Regions from separate parts of the Mus musculus genome. Here region 2 is linked to region 1. Evidence: chromatin contacts called from public ChIA-PET data. All regions are on one chromosome and are shown on one strand. Each heading gives the region's core, a stretch centred on a gene start, on an enhancer-like site or on the middle of the called end of the contact. The rest is flanking DNA. Distances are from core to core; before and after follow the strand shown. Region 1 has its middle 53 kb from the start of Ermn. Region 2 holds the start of Cytip (cytohesin 1 interacting protein).

Evidence for each region. ChIA-PET counts read pairs in DNA pulled down with a chosen protein or histone mark.
Region 2: a contact with region 1 is called in an RNA polymerase II ChIA-PET map of memory CD8 T cells, with 541 read pairs. The contact joins the promoter of Cytip here to the enhancer-like site in region 1. A contact is called at or near these places in 2 of 39 promoter capture datasets (the HPC-7 cell line and macrophages), 1 of 15 datasets of contacts at CTCF or cohesin (CD8 T cells), 1 of 484 Hi-C or Micro-C datasets (nephron progenitors), 2 of 115 datasets of contacts at active chromatin or transcription factors (CD8 T cells and memory CD8 T cells) and 1 of 9 other capture datasets (adipose tissue).

Annotation. Positions count from the first base shown.
Region 1 is chr2:58,102,531-58,110,016 of GRCm38.p6, forward strand. It overlaps the pseudogene Gm13534. Among named protein-coding and RNA genes, the nearest start is that of Ermn, 53 kb to the left of the region's middle. Within about 2 kb of position 4,746, at least 26 of the 459 cell types and tissues checked have an H3K27ac peak or open chromatin away from gene starts, as enhancers often do. A contact at or near this core is called in CD8 T cells and memory CD8 T cells, where this site is marked.
Region 2 is chr2:58,157,405-58,164,890 of GRCm38.p6, forward strand. It overlaps Cytip (cytohesin 1 interacting protein), which reads right to left and starts at 2,718. Exons shown (of 8, transcript NM_139200.4): 1 at 2,478-2,718. The coding sequence starts at 2,651. It overlaps Gm13546 (predicted gene 13546), which reads left to right and starts at 6,570. Exons shown (of 2, transcript NR_045896.1): 1 at 6,570-6,616.

The sequences.
Region 1 (7,486 bases), core at 3,496-5,995:
TGTTGTAGATAACAGAGAGACAGATTTTCTTTCTTGATCCATTAAGTCAGTTTGAGAGATAGAGAATATGTTAGAACTTAAAAGAATCTTAACAAATATAATTGAAATACATTCTTTTTATCTTATCAGATCATATTATAATGAAAACCACAGAAATAATGCAAAGACTTGGGAATTGAACAATACTCTCTTAGATAACTAGTATGTTATCAAACATCATAGAAAACTTTTAAATTTTTATACAATTAAGGGAAAATGAAAATACTATTTGTCAGAATGGTTAGGATATAGGAAAGAGAGTACAAAGGTGAAATTTCCTGGCTTTGGGTGTGTTTGTAAATTAAGGAGCTTAAAATAAGTAACTTAAAGATGCCTCTCAAGGTCATAAAACAACAACAAAGCAGGCTTCAAAGCAGTAGTTAAACTGAAAGAAATAAAGATCAGGGAAGAAATTAAAAAAGTTAAAACTAAAAGAACTATAAATCAATGAAACAGGAAAGGAATGGGTTCTTTTAATTAAAACAAGGTCAAAAAAGCCTTAGACAAACTGTTTAAGAGAGGGAGGGAGAGAGAGAAAACACCCAAGTTAACAAATTTGGAAATTAGAAGAAGTATAAGAATAGATTCCAGCAAAATACAAAGGGATATTTATTAATATATTCAAAGTTTATATTCTAAAACCCTAGAGAACCTAGCAGAAATGGATAAGAGGCTAGATAATCAGAGCCACCAAAATGAAAATGAAGGTGATACAAACCACTTAAAGAGATCTGTAACAAGAAATAGGACTGAAAAAAAGAAAGTCTATGAGTCTGGATTCACTGCTGAATTCCACTGGACGTTTAAAGAAGAAAGCAAAGTGCTTTTAAAGCTGATCGATAAAACCAAAGAGAAATGACACTACCTAACTCATTCTATAAACCCAGTATTACCCAACACCAAAACCATATAAGGACCCACAACAAAAAGTGTATCAGCAAGTAATCCTGATAAACAAATACAAAAATTGCTTAACAAAGTACATGCAAACCAAATTCAAATTTAATAATACACTAAAAAGATCCTATGTCAAGGCCTATTTTGTTTCATTCAAGGGATACAAGGATAGTTTAAAATATACAAATCAATTAATATGACTTATTACATAAACAGATGTAAGGACAGAAATTATACAATCACTTAAAATGATTCAGAAGAGGCCTTTCACAAACTTCAGCATCCCTTCTTGACAACATATAGCATGAACATACCTTAACATGGTAGATTAAAAATCCACAGTGAATGCAAGAAAGCCTGAAAGTATGTTCTCTAAAAAATCTAATAGACAAGGGAGTTTAGTTTCTGACTCTTAGTAATTGCAGTGCTTGAAGTCTTATGTAGAGGCATAAAGCAAGGCAGAAAGGGGCAATATGTGGTATTAGTTGTAGCAGTGTTTCTTTTATGAATTTGGGTTCTGTTGTGCTTGCTGCATAAATGTTTAGAATTTTAATAGCTTCAGTGTATTTTTTCACTGATGTCTATATAATCTCCTTCCTTCCTTCTGATTAGTTTTTTTTTTTTATGAAGTCTATTTTGTCACATATAAAAATGGATACACCAACTGGAATCTTAGGTCTTGTTGCTTAGAATACCATCTTCCACCCTTTGTCCTGAACTAAAAAACTGGACATCAAGAAAACAAATAACCTAATTAAAATTGAGTACAGATTTAAACAGACAGTTCTCAAAAGATAAGACATAAATGGCTGAGAAACACTTATAATTGTTAAACACCCTTAGTTATCAGAAAAATGCAAATCAAGCCACTTTGAGGTTTCATCTTGTACAAGTCAAAGTGGCCAAATTCAATAAAACAGATGACACATCACACTGGTGAGAATATAGGGTGTGGACAACATGTATCCATTGCTGGTGGGAGTGCAAACTTGAACAGCCACTATGGAAATCAGTGTAGTGGTTTCTCAGATATATGGGAATCAATTCACCTTAAGACCCAGCTGCACCACTCTTTGGCACATATCCAAAGGACACTCTATCCTATTACAAGGACACTTGCTCAACCATGATCATTGCTGCTCAATTCACAATACCAAGAAATTGAAAACAGCCTAGATACCTATCAACAGGTGAATGGATAATGAAATGTGGTCCATTTACACAACACAATTATTATTTAGGTGTTTTACAAAGTGAAATAAAATTTTCAGGTAAATGGGTGGAGTTAGAAAAAGACACCAGAGTGAAATAATCCAGACCCCAAGAGAGACAAATATGGCACGTATTTGCTACAATCCCTATAACCACAGAGGTTAGGTATAGAGCAAGGAACTCAGGGGGAGAAAGGCATTTCCCATGTAAGAGAAAATATGATATATAGTTATGGAGAGGTGGGGAAGGCAGATGGGAACATAGGATTAAAAGGAGAAGGGGAGGGAAGAGGAAAGTAAACAAGGAAATATAGGGAGAGAGCAAATGAGGACCAACTGAGGGGCCATATAGAAACTTAGTGCAGTGGAAGCTTCTTTTTCTGTTGTTTGTTTGTTTGTTTGTTGTTTTGTTTGCTTATTTTGTTTTGTTTTTGAGACAGGGTTTCTCTGTAGCCTTAGCTGTCCTGGAACTTGCTCTGTGCATCAGACTGGTCTCAAACTCGGGGATTTGCCTGTCTCTACCTCCTGAGTGCCAAGATTAAAGGTGTGCACCACCACAGCCAGCTTTAAGTTCTTTAATACTGATTACATCATATTGCGTTGTTAACCAAAGGAGCTCCATGGAAACCCCACACAACTCAAGCTATTCCCAAATCTATCTCTTTCTCACCACAAACTGATAAACTTCAGCTCCTGTTGCTGAAGACATCACCTACATATACCATTGACAATGGAGAAGTCAAGCTGGTGCCTAGAGCCTTCACCCCTACTGAATAGTGTTCACACTACTGGAAGGTAAATACCAGCCCAGCTATAAACACTTCAATTACAATTGAGACCTGACTATATGACACACAGGTGCAATAGTGGTACAAAAGTTGGGGATATAACCAACCACTACCTGATTGCATTTAAGGCCCACTCAATACAATGCAACCACTGCCAAACACTGCTTGGGTTTCCAAGAACCTGGGACCATATAGGCAATGGAACTAGAGGAAAATCAAATAATATTACTGTGCTTAAGAAATGTATAGTGACTGATATTTAGCTGTACCCATAGATCAGTGTCTTGATCAGCCACCATCAGAGGGTTCCTGTCACACACTGAGATTGTAAATGAAGCCACAAAACCACCATGAGAACTCTACAACAATGATCAGGAGTCAAGTTTCCCCCCTCCCCCCAAGGGAATGTTTAGTGTTGTTGACATTTTCTTCTACTCCCTCAGTAGTGTTAGCTCTTATTGTGGATGGCCTTGGTGCTGTTTGCATTTTGATGTTAATTCTTCTTTCCCAGGAGAAGTTGTCGGGATCAAGGAATGAGTCACTTACTCAGGTGACTTCTTGTGAACCTTCCTCTAATGAATAAAGAAACCAATCACTGGTGAGTAGGCAGGACTTCTGGGTTGGAAAGAGGAAATGAAGAGGCAGGATAGCGATAGGGGCTTTTTGGATGGGCACAGCAAGCAGACAAGATGTAGATACTAGTGATCCCTGATTTAGATAGTGAATCTGCCAGGATTCTCCACTGGAGGATTTAGATTTAATATGGCTTATAAGACTAGGATTCTAGTTGGTGCGCCCAGTAAGTGAGTTACCATTGATTCTGAACTAAATTTGTGTGGTGATTTCCTTCACACGGTGGCTCTACTGGGTTCCAGATTGAAAGGTATAGAATGTGACAAAGCATGGGTTTGCCAGAAGTACACCCCAAAAGGCCATGGGAATTTTGAAGCATGAGGATGGCGTGGTAGTGACCCGTCAGTGGGAATTTAGCAAGTTGGGTAGAAAGATTTCAGAGCTCTGAGTCAGGTCTCTACAAGATGAGAATAGGCAGGCCATGCCTTCCAGTGCCTGGCTGGCCAGCCTGCCTGTGCCTTGCTGGAATAGCATGGATTGGTTTTTTAATATTTTCTGCAACAGCTCTCACCCTTAATCCATGTCGGGGCACATAAAGAAATTAACATTTTTGTGTGTGTGTGCAGCCAGTTACAAACTATAGTTCCTTGAACACTGTGGGACAAGAAGACTGTTTGGCCAGGGGTTTAGGCCAATAGATCCAGGTGATCACACACTGGGTGTTTGGCATCCCAGGGTAGCCCTAAGCCTTTCTCAGGGTGAGCTTTTAAGCACAAAACCCATGTTCTGGGTTGGCATAGTTGAGTTAACAAGAACGGTTAGCCAAAAGTTGAACTAGGGAAACCAAAACACAAGGTTAGAACACTTTGAGACTTGCACAGTACTATTTGGACTTGAATGAATTAGGCCTTTGTTTTAGTTTTGGCAGGCAATGCTGCCTACATGCTGAGTTTTATAGCCTGAACGGTACCTAATACCTGTATGATGAGTAAGCTGTACTAAACTCTGGAGACCTGATAAGGTCTGGGGCTCTGTAACATTGACCTTCCATCTTAAGTCTTCTGGAAAATCTTTTGGAGGGTGTGGTCCTCTGTCACTGAGGCCTATTGGGCAGCATCTCTGGAGCTTGGTGCTCGGAAATCTGTATTTGAGACACTGGGGTTTCCTTAAAGGTGAAGCTTGGACAGCTGAGCTCGTCTCTGGGCCAGCCAGTTTCATGTATGACTCTATACCCACATCCTGTCTTAACCAATGGATCTGTCTAGTTTATAAGCAGATTAAGCGGGCAGCATGCTGTGGGAAGGAAACGACAGTCAGCTCTTCAAATTCAGCTCACTGAGACTAGACTCTCAGCCACAGCCATCGTCCGTGTTCTTCATACTTTTTACTTAAAAGGAACATCAGTATTTTCTTCAATCTCATTTTTCTTTTCATGACACAAATGACAGTTGGTATGGTAAAGCACTCTCTTTATAAAAAGAGACTGTATTTTCTGGTAAACTCTTTTCTTCCTCATTTTCTCTCTCTAAAATAGGGATACAGTTGGGAGGCAACAACCCATTTAAGTAACTTCTGGACAATTTAAGAAAAAATAATTACAAAATGTCATCCTGCACATGAAGAAAGAGCAATCATCTCTTCATTGTCCTCTGTACATCGGTGTCCTGAGAGTTGGTTATCATGTGTTGATTAGTGTCACGTTAGTGTCGCAAAGCAAGGAGAGTTCTTTACACTGCTTACCTGAGAAGTTTACCATAAGCAGTGATCCCATACAACTCCAGGCCTAAGTAGGGCATTTCAGCACTGAATCATATTCTGTCATGCGTAAGTACCAGATTTTAAAAAATCAACTCATCTGTTGATGAACACTAAAGATGCTTTCATGCGGCAGATATTGTACTAATGAATTTGGGGATGCTGGCATATTATTGGTAAACTGATTTATCAGTTGTTCTAGGCAGTGACTCAGCTATCAGACTGAGCTGTAAGATAACTAACTCCTCCGGGGTCAGCCAAATGCTATGGCCGCTAACGCAGAGCCGAGGCGGCGGCCAGGAGTTGGGGTCGGCGTGGTGGTGCTGAGCTGCGAGCATCCTCGCTGCGTCCTTCTGGGGAAAAGGAAAGGATCGTTTGGAGCCGGCAGTTTCCAGCTTCCTGGGGGCCATTTGGAATTCGGTGAGACCTGGGAAGAATGTGCTCAGAGAGAAACCTGGGAAGAAGCTGGGCTTCACCTGAAAAATGTGCGCTTTGCCTCTGTGGTAAATTCTTTTGTTGAGAAGGAGAATTACCATTATGTTACCATATTAATGAAAGGAGAGGTGGATATGACTCATGATTCGGAGCCGAGGAATATGGAGCCTGAAAAGAATGAAAGTTGGGAGTGGGTTCCATGGGAAGAATTCCCTCCCTTAGACCAGCTTTTCTGGGCTCTCCGCTGTCTAAAAGAGCAAGGTTATGACCCATTTAAAGAGGACCTGAACCACCTGGAAGGGTACCGAGGAGAGCACCTTGAAAGGACCACGAAGACTCCTTGATTAAAAACAAAGTCTTCAGGAAATGAAAACTTCTGTTTCAGGACAACTCGATTTTATCCATAGAGCCACGTGGTCACCAGTTTATCTGCAGTCTCCTGATATAACTCAAGAACCTTAAGAAACTCTTCCTGGGGTGTGCCGCTGAATTGTCCTGGTGGCATAGAATAAGGTGTGTAAGGAGCTTGCAGTTCATTATCTGCACTTCTGCATGGCTTCCGCTGTCCGCTGCATGGAGGCGAGCGTAATAGATTGCCTTGTGCTAGTTCAAACAGAGGTCGGAACTCAAATATGGCCATTCAAGTTCAAAAGCAAGGCGCCTACTGCCAAGTTCATCAAGCTTGATGTTTTCCTTTTCCCTTTCAGCCACTTGAAAAGAACTTTTAAATGACAATTCATGTAACTAGAGAGCTTATGAAAAGCAGTAGGCTACATTCCCCTGGTGTCTGAGAGACCCCGTGTAAGTGTGAGAGTAAGCTGTGGCTCCCGCCACTAACGGCCAGGTCCTCTGCATCTCCCTTTCACAGCCTGAGACTGGGGTCCTTGTGTGCTGGGATCACACAGGGCAATGCATCGAATCACCTACTGGGGGGAAGGGGGGTCCCCAGAGGTCAGGAACTCCAGAACATCACAGCCAAAGGTTGGTTGGCTGCTTTCTCCCCCTAGCAAATTGTAAGCTTTTACTGTAAGAGATTGAACAGTGAAATGTCTCCTAGGACTGCATTGTGTGCTGCCTGCTGTCAAAGCAGAGGGTGTTCTGGCTTGAGAGAGGACTTTGGGTTTAAGAGAATCGTGTTCTTGGCCTGAGGACCGCATCGTGCTTAGCTAACGTTAAGAGCTAAAGCTTCTGACCAGCCCATTCATGCCGATCAGCAGCCAGGCTTGGGTTGCATGGACCCTCATCTTTCTCTGGTCAGGCACAGCATAGCTTTCTGCTGATGTAGTTTCTGTTACTGAGCAGTGACTGGCCCTTCTGCTGTGCAGGCCCCTGCTGAGCTCTTCATGTGAGGTGGTTTCTCACCAGTGCCATCTCTGTCCTGCACAGGTGCCATGTGGGTCCTTTACTTGTGGTTCCTGTTCTTTACCCAGTATTCCTGTTTCACATGGGTCAATTTTTGATCAGGGCAAAAACATCAAAGATAGTTGGAGAGTGCTGGCCGCACCTCCGGTGCACAGCCCAGGCAGATGGTTGATGTCAGCTGTGCCTGCACAGCCCAGTTTTTTATAATGGCCAGATATCACTAATTTCTTCATTTAATCTCATATATCTCAGGCTGGCTTCCAGGTCACTTTGTAGCTAAGGATAACCTTGAACTTCCAGTCTTGCCTCAGCTGCCCTGATGCGGATTTAAGCTACATCGCCCACCCCTCTCTAAGCGTGCACAGTAGTTGCCCGTGTGTGGCTGGTTAGTTTCCTGGGTTACTTTGTTTCAGTACTTAGGGTTGA
Region 2 (7,486 bases), core at 1,468-3,967, 53 kb after region 1:
CTATGCCCAAAATGTTTGGTTTCTTTTTGTTTTTGTTTTGTTTTTTTCCCCTTTGGGAAATAGAAAAGTAAGAAAAGGTTTCAAGGATAGGGGAAGTACATCACACAGTGTGTTTAAATGTATGAGAAGAGAAAGGGAAGAAATACAACAGGGCCCGTACATAAGTGGATGGCATAGCAAGTCTGTGTGCTCACACATTTTATATTCATAAATCCCTCTACGGTCCCCTTTAATACCCATCCAGTCCTTCTTACTGTCCTTTTCCACTTTGTACTATCTAAACTCAGGCTTAAAAGCCAGCTGTATCTCCTTGGTTCTTACTGCTGTTGATCACCAAGTCTTTACCGTTTCTCTCCATTGCCTCGTCTACTCCTTCACCAACTACAGTAAAAGTTCCTCCACCTACTTGTCTCATTTCTAGAACGAACTTCCTAAAATCCACAATATCTCAAACCAATTATTCAATGGCTATAGGTGCTGGTCAAATCATAGTTCTGAATCTGTCTATTCAACCATCTGATGATGAAAATACTCCATAGAAATGAAACACATGGCATGTTCTGTACTGAACATGTGTATGTTTCTTTTCGACCCTCAGTCTCTAAATGCTATAATGTGACAGCTACTCACATAGCAAGTGATATTGTCTTAGGTATTAGACATGGTCTTAGTAGTTTATAGGCAAATATGCTGCCATTTTATATCAGGGAGTCCAACATCTCTGGTCTTTGATTTTCAAAGATGGTAGTTTTGGAACCAATGCTCTGTGGATAGCAAGAACCAACTGCACTATTTTCTCAAGGAAACTGGCCACATGCTGTCCCTCCTCTCAACTCTCACAGGCACACACTGGATTTTCCTGACACACCAGAGTCTGTGTCCCCACATTAGGGATTCCCATGCTTAGGAAGCCTAAGACAGTTTATGGAGACATATTACATATACACCTGCTCAAACTGTCCCCTAATGCTAACCCTTCTCCAGCCCTCAGGGCTGACATATAGTTTGATTTACCTGGCAGGGACTGGCAACGTGTAAAGCCTGAGCTGAGAACAAGATCTGGAAAGATTCCCTCCGTGGTGCAGTTATTAACAGTATTTTTCCTGGTAAGTGATATATGCCGAGAACAAATAGTAGGATAGCAAATGATCAGAATTTGGTGTAATGGCTTTGTATTAAATAGAAAGAGAAACAGACTGCTCTCTGTTTAGAATCTGAGTAAACCCGTTGGCGTTTCCTGTGTTGCCCATTTATAAATCGATACAGATGTTCACCAAACTTTGTATTATAAAAACACGTTGGATTGAGAATGACAATCAACTACTAGCAAATGAGCTTCATCACTGTGGAAAATGCCAAGGAATCCACTCACCACATCAGGTCCTGACTCTCCCCTACGCTTCAACTTTGTAATGCTGAAGTTAGATGAGCTCAGAGGAGAACACAATATGCACAATGTAGTAAGCCACAAAGCTGTGTTTTAAGTCAGTTCTAAACATCTTGTGCATGACTGTTTATATAAATTCAAATACACACCTTGGACCTTATAGAAAAGTATATGATCAAAATACATAAAGTGGTATATAGTTCATTCTTATGTATTACAAATGGAAGACCAAAGATTCAGAACAAATTCACTAGACACATACTTTTCCAGTTGAGTTTTCATCTCTAAAGACATTTCATAAAAATTTTCGAACAGCCTTTATTGAGTGCTGAGTGCCCTGTACATTTCCTTACTTAAAGGGCAGAGGGTTCAAGGAAGTTGTTTCTGCTGTTACCTAATCAAGTGAATGGAGTTTAGTTTGATAGCTTCCTTTTCAGAAAGACATAATGTGAGGGGGGCAGCTACCAACTTGCTCTGTATGCCACAGCTACCAAGCAGCCCATTCACCTCCCCGAAATAGTCCTACTTCCCAATAGCCCAAGGTTCTATCATTGCTCCAGGACTGAAGAATTCACTTGGCTGACAGAGGTAGTGTTCAAGGAGAAGTCTTCTCTCGATTGTGAACTGACGGGGCCTGGAGGTAAGCCCAGAGGGAGACAATGAACAGACACACAAACGGAGGAGTGTTGATCGTGTGGGTTGTGTACCTGTAAACGACCTTCATGTTCATTGTTCTCAACAACTTTCATTTTACCTGAGCACATCTTTAAATGAAGATAAATATTTGAGTCTTACTTTAAAAAAAAAAAAAAGTGACTGTTTTTCTATCCTTCAACTGTGATACTATCTCTGGTAGACATGTCACCTCCCCCCTCACATGTACTCTCAGTCATTAACTCCTAAGTTAATTGGGTAGTAGACAGAGGTTCTCCTCAGGGAAAAGAACTCTCCTTTGAATAAGAACCGAAATGACTCCTAAGCGCGGGGAATAAGGCTGGTAGTCAAAGTTAACAGAGACACGCAGGAGCAGGTACCACTTTCAGCAGAGGTCAGGCAAACGTGAACACTCTAGACAGCGCAGCAACCTTACCTGCTTTCGTCCCCGGGGCAAAGTAGCTACAGTGTCTGCCAGCACTTGAATCCTTCGGTTGTCTTCCATCGTGAGCTGGCCCGTGAGGACGGAGTAGGAGCCGTAGGCAGAGTCAGCACAGTACTCCAAATTGCCATTGCTGCCCTGCCGCTGCAGAAACCTTTGCAGAGACATTGTGGGCAAAGATTAATCCCGCCAACACATGGTTCCCTGGCCTTGCAGGAGGGAGGAAGCGAAATGCACAGCCCTCTGACACGCAGTCGAAAAAGTAGCAAAGCCAACAGAACCCATGTGACTGCTGTGGTTTGAGACACTGTTGCACAAAGCCTATAGAGGAGGTCACTCCTACTCTCCAGTGCTCCTGAGAGAACCTTGCGTTCCTTTTCTACAATTAAAAAAAAAAAAAAAGAAAAAGAAAAAAATCAGTGTACTTTTCCTCCCTCAAACAGCCGGAACATAGAGTTTGATACTCTATGGCTACGGGTACTCAAAACAGAATTTTCCAGAGAAAGAAAAGAAAAGAAAACAACTTTGTTCAAGTTCGCTCATTTGCTTCCTACCCGTTTGCTCATTTAATATTAGCACCCCCGTGCACTTAACAGACTGTGCCCTCACTCACTCTTTTGGCTGTAAATGTCACAGGTGCTGGCCAGGTTGTTCTCTGGTAAAGTCCTTGTGGTGTTCCTCCCTCTACCTCATTAAAGTTCATCAAAAATGCATTCTGTCCCTAGAGCTGTAGCCGTTTGACATTCACCTAATTGCCTTTATGCCGCTTTATTCTTACCGCAATTACCCATCAGCTTTATAAGAACATAACGGGGAGGGGAAGGAAAGGCAGCGTATTTAGTGCAGAACATTGTTCGTATCTGGGGCTACTCATACCTACAACTTTAGGGGGGAAGAAAGCAGTGGGAAAGAAGGGGGTAGTCAAGCTGAGATAACACAGGATGGTTCCTGTGGCAGTGTGCCATCACGGTGGGGGGAGGGACTTGAAAACAGTTGCTTTTTTTATTTTTTAAATTTTGTATTTTTCAAGTAGTTGAAGATAACGGGTTTCACCCAGAAGCAGGAAAGTACGTAAAAGGCAGAATCAAAGCAAAAATAAAAAGGAGAAGTTTTAAATAGCACAGAAGTCAAACACGCACGTAAAAGTCGTTTGGAAGGTCACTACTAGAGTTTACAAGAGTTAGAAAAGCTCCGAGCTAGAATGGAATGCGTGCACTAGAACTCGAAGTGGGTTCAACCCAAGCAGAACTGGCCAAGTGTGAGTCATAAAGTCGTCAGAATTAATGAAAAGAGGAAGCCGGATCGGAGAACGGTAACGCTCTAACACAGCATGACTCCTTACTGTTGGAACTGAATAAGAATAGAAAGAAGACGATGTCCCTTAAAACATATAAAATCTAAGTTGGAGATTACAAGCACACATCCTTCTAGGGGGCAGATATGTGTAATTCAAAAGAAAGTGCTGGTAACTTTGGTAGCTTAACAATTTTTTTTTTCCTCTAGGAATTTTACAGTCAGGTAAATGTGTTAATACTTGCAAACATTGAATCAAGCCAAGTTCTATAGATGAAAACAGTAACTGTACAAATTCAGTGTTATGAGGTATTAGTCTGTAGATTGCAGACATTAATGATTGACTGGAAGCATGTTTCACTATATGCCATAAAATGCACCTAACATGCTGACTCTTTCAATAACTACATTTACATTTATATTCCACTAGTATTAAAAAAAAACAAAGGCACATCTGCTCCCTGCCCATACACATCAGTCAGGCCACACCCATGAATGTATTTACGAACTGGCCAACCATGATGGTTCGGGTCTCTCTTCTGATTCTTGAGGCCTGCATCGTGCCACTTACTACACACTTTGAATAATATCCCGATCAGTAGTGTCATCTGTGATAAAATGACTCATCTTCAATGACAACGAAGCTTTCAGACACCAAATTGTTGACTTACAGCAGTGTGTGACTGTGTAGGTTTTTAGAAGTTGTGGGCTTTTTTCCCCCTCTAGGATTTACCTTCCATCCCCTCTCAGCCTCTTCATTACTGTGAGAAGGGGATACAGTAGACAATCTGCTCAATCTGTCTACCATGCAGGTCTGAGGTGTCCTTCAGTGTCCATAGGACAGAAAGGACAGATTTGACGTTCCTTCTGCATTCTACTTTCTAAAGAGGCCCGTCAGACTTCTTCAGATCATCTCTTTAAGATCTAAATACCACATGTGGGTCATAGTCAGATACACTCACGACAGTTTCTACATTAATGTACCACATCCTCTCAGTTAGGAGAGACCAGGAGGCAACTTTTAACTTCAAGTTTACATTTTGTCTTAAATGTATAAACTGGAAAAGAAATGTCTCTCTGTGAGAACTAAAGGTTAGTTAAAAAGAAAGGAGTTATATGTTAAAAACTAATTGAATTGTAATTTCCTGAACCATCATGGAAGTAAATCCAACCTAATGAAAAGGAAGAAAATGAAAGAAAGAAAGAGAGAGAGAGAGAGAGAGAGAGAGAGAGAGAGAGAGAGAGAAAGGAAGGAAGGAAGAAAGAAAAAAGAGAAAAGGGAAGGATGGATAGGAGAGAGAGAGAGAGAGAGAGAGAGAGAGAGAGAGAGAGAGTCATATCGTATTCCAGAGGGGTTATCTTGTTCCTCCTTCAAGGGTAATCTGAGTGTGGGAACAGAATTCTTTAAAAGCCTGTGCCACGTTTTCCAAAAATTTACTTTCCATTGTTTGGGGCAAGTATTCTTCTTATATGAATGAAGCATTTTGTTTATTTATAGAAATCCATCTTTAGTATGAATGAAGTAAACCCTAATGGGCATGGGAAGATTTAGTAGAGGCAGGTAAACAGGATGTGCTGAGTCCAGAAAACAGGGGGAATGATAAGTTCTTCAAGAAACTGTGGCCAACCTGTTAACCATCCTAACCGTCCATGAAAATACCAAGAATATTGATTCCTCTGGTCTGACAGAGGCTTCGAGATTCTAATCCTGGCTCTGCTTTAAGAATACAGATTAATATGTGTTTCACAGTGTGAATATGTTAATGCCCTAACTTCCAGTGTAGACTGCTATTGGATAAAGAGGTAGTCAAGGTTAGATGAGGTCAAAGGGCTGCGCCGTGATCTAAGGGACTGTATATCCTTCTAAAAGACATCAGAGATGTCTCTTTCCACGTGAGGACACGAGGGAGCAGCCGTCTGAAGGTAGGAGGATATTCCAGATGAATCATTCTGCACTTTGATCTTGGACTTGGAAGCCTCCAGGATCCTGAAAATACAAATGTCTTGTGTGTACAGCCAACCAGTGAATGGTGCGTCCTATACTATGGGACTTGTTACGCTTTGTCTATTTTCCAGCAGCCTGAGCTGATTCACACACTCTACATAGGATTCATGTATGCTCAGTCTCCACGTATATAAACATGGCATTTAGAAGGAACAGACGTAAGCGTCTATGTTTAACATACTATACAAAATCAGCTATTACTGCTGAGTTTGGTTTTAAGTAGTAAGAACTCAGAAGGGAACCCTTCAAAGGAAACAACCTAAGTTCCCTATGAACTTGCCTGTCAACTACCCAGTGTCCACATGTGCAGCAGAGTCTCTCATCACCCTCCCAGAGTGTAAAGCTAGAAAACGTGCAGTCCCTGTAGTTAACTCAAACAGATGTACTCACAAAGTACTGTTAGAGCCAGTTCTTGTAACATTTCTGCACTCCTCCTTGTCACCCCATGTCTGCTTCCCCCTCTGGGCAACCAGGCTCATTGCACAGCAGGCTGGACTGGAGGGAAGGAAGCATGGCCAGGCAGGTGGGTGCAGGCAGGATCTTGGTCTTCAGTGGTGAGTGTGCAGGGAACCAACAGCTTTGAAGAACTGTTTCAGTTTGTTAGAGAGGAGCTACTTAAGCCTTTGGGGGTGAATAGGGGCTCTCAGCATGAGTGGCCATCATTGGCTGGGGTTGGGGGCTGGGAATGCCTCACTTGCATGAGGAGGAATTCCAGGTGCTGCTGGATATGACCTTATAAGGGTAAAAGAAGTTTACCCAGCTAAGTGACTTCCTCTTGTGAGGCAAAGGGCTCACCCCCACCCCTGCACAGGGCTACATGCACCAAGACATGCAGGTATGGAGTAGGGTTGGGGGGTTAGGGGTGGGTGGTGGGGAGAGGACAAGATCCTACTCCTGCCAATCTCACAGTGAGATTTCTGAGGTTTGGACATGCTTTGACCCCCACTTTTGATTCAGGCTTGTTCCTTCTGGGAGCCATGCCTCTTAGCTCAAAATAAAATAAAATAAATTTTAGAAAATCTAGTCGTTCACATGGACATGGAAGAGATTTCTGCAACAATTGATTTGGTTTTCATTCTGGCTTGGTGACATTATTTGTTCAAGGTTTGTTTGGATTTATAAACTACTATAGCATTTAGTTTCATTTTGTTGGTTCACTTACACATTTTTCTTTTAAAGTTTTGGCCTTGGTCTTTATTTGCACCAAAATTTTTTCTTTGACTCCCTGGACATAAGTAATGAGTCAGAGCTACATAGGTGAAAGTGGACTGTTGTGTATTTGAATCTGCAGAAGGTAAATTTCATTTCAGAAAATTACTTATTTTCTTTTTTAAGTATAAAGATTATCTAGTTGCTTTTAGTATTTCTTTTAAATTTGTATTAAGATGTGATATATAGGGGTGTGGGGTATACACTGGAGTCCATGTGTACACTTGCTTTTATGCAGGTTCCAGAAAAAGGTGTCAAATCTCCTGGAACTGAAGGTTTTGAATGGCCAATCATGGGTGCTGAAATCTGAATTCCAGTAGTCTAGAAAGGTGGCCACCACTCTTACTCACTGAGCCAAATCTTGAATGCCATTATCAGCTGGTTCTAGTGACTGGTTTGGGCGTTTCCATTTTCCCTGAATCAATGGGAATTAGATACCATTCTCCAAAAGAGAGTGTTCATCTTCAGAAAAAGGTAACCTAAAATTATAGAGAAA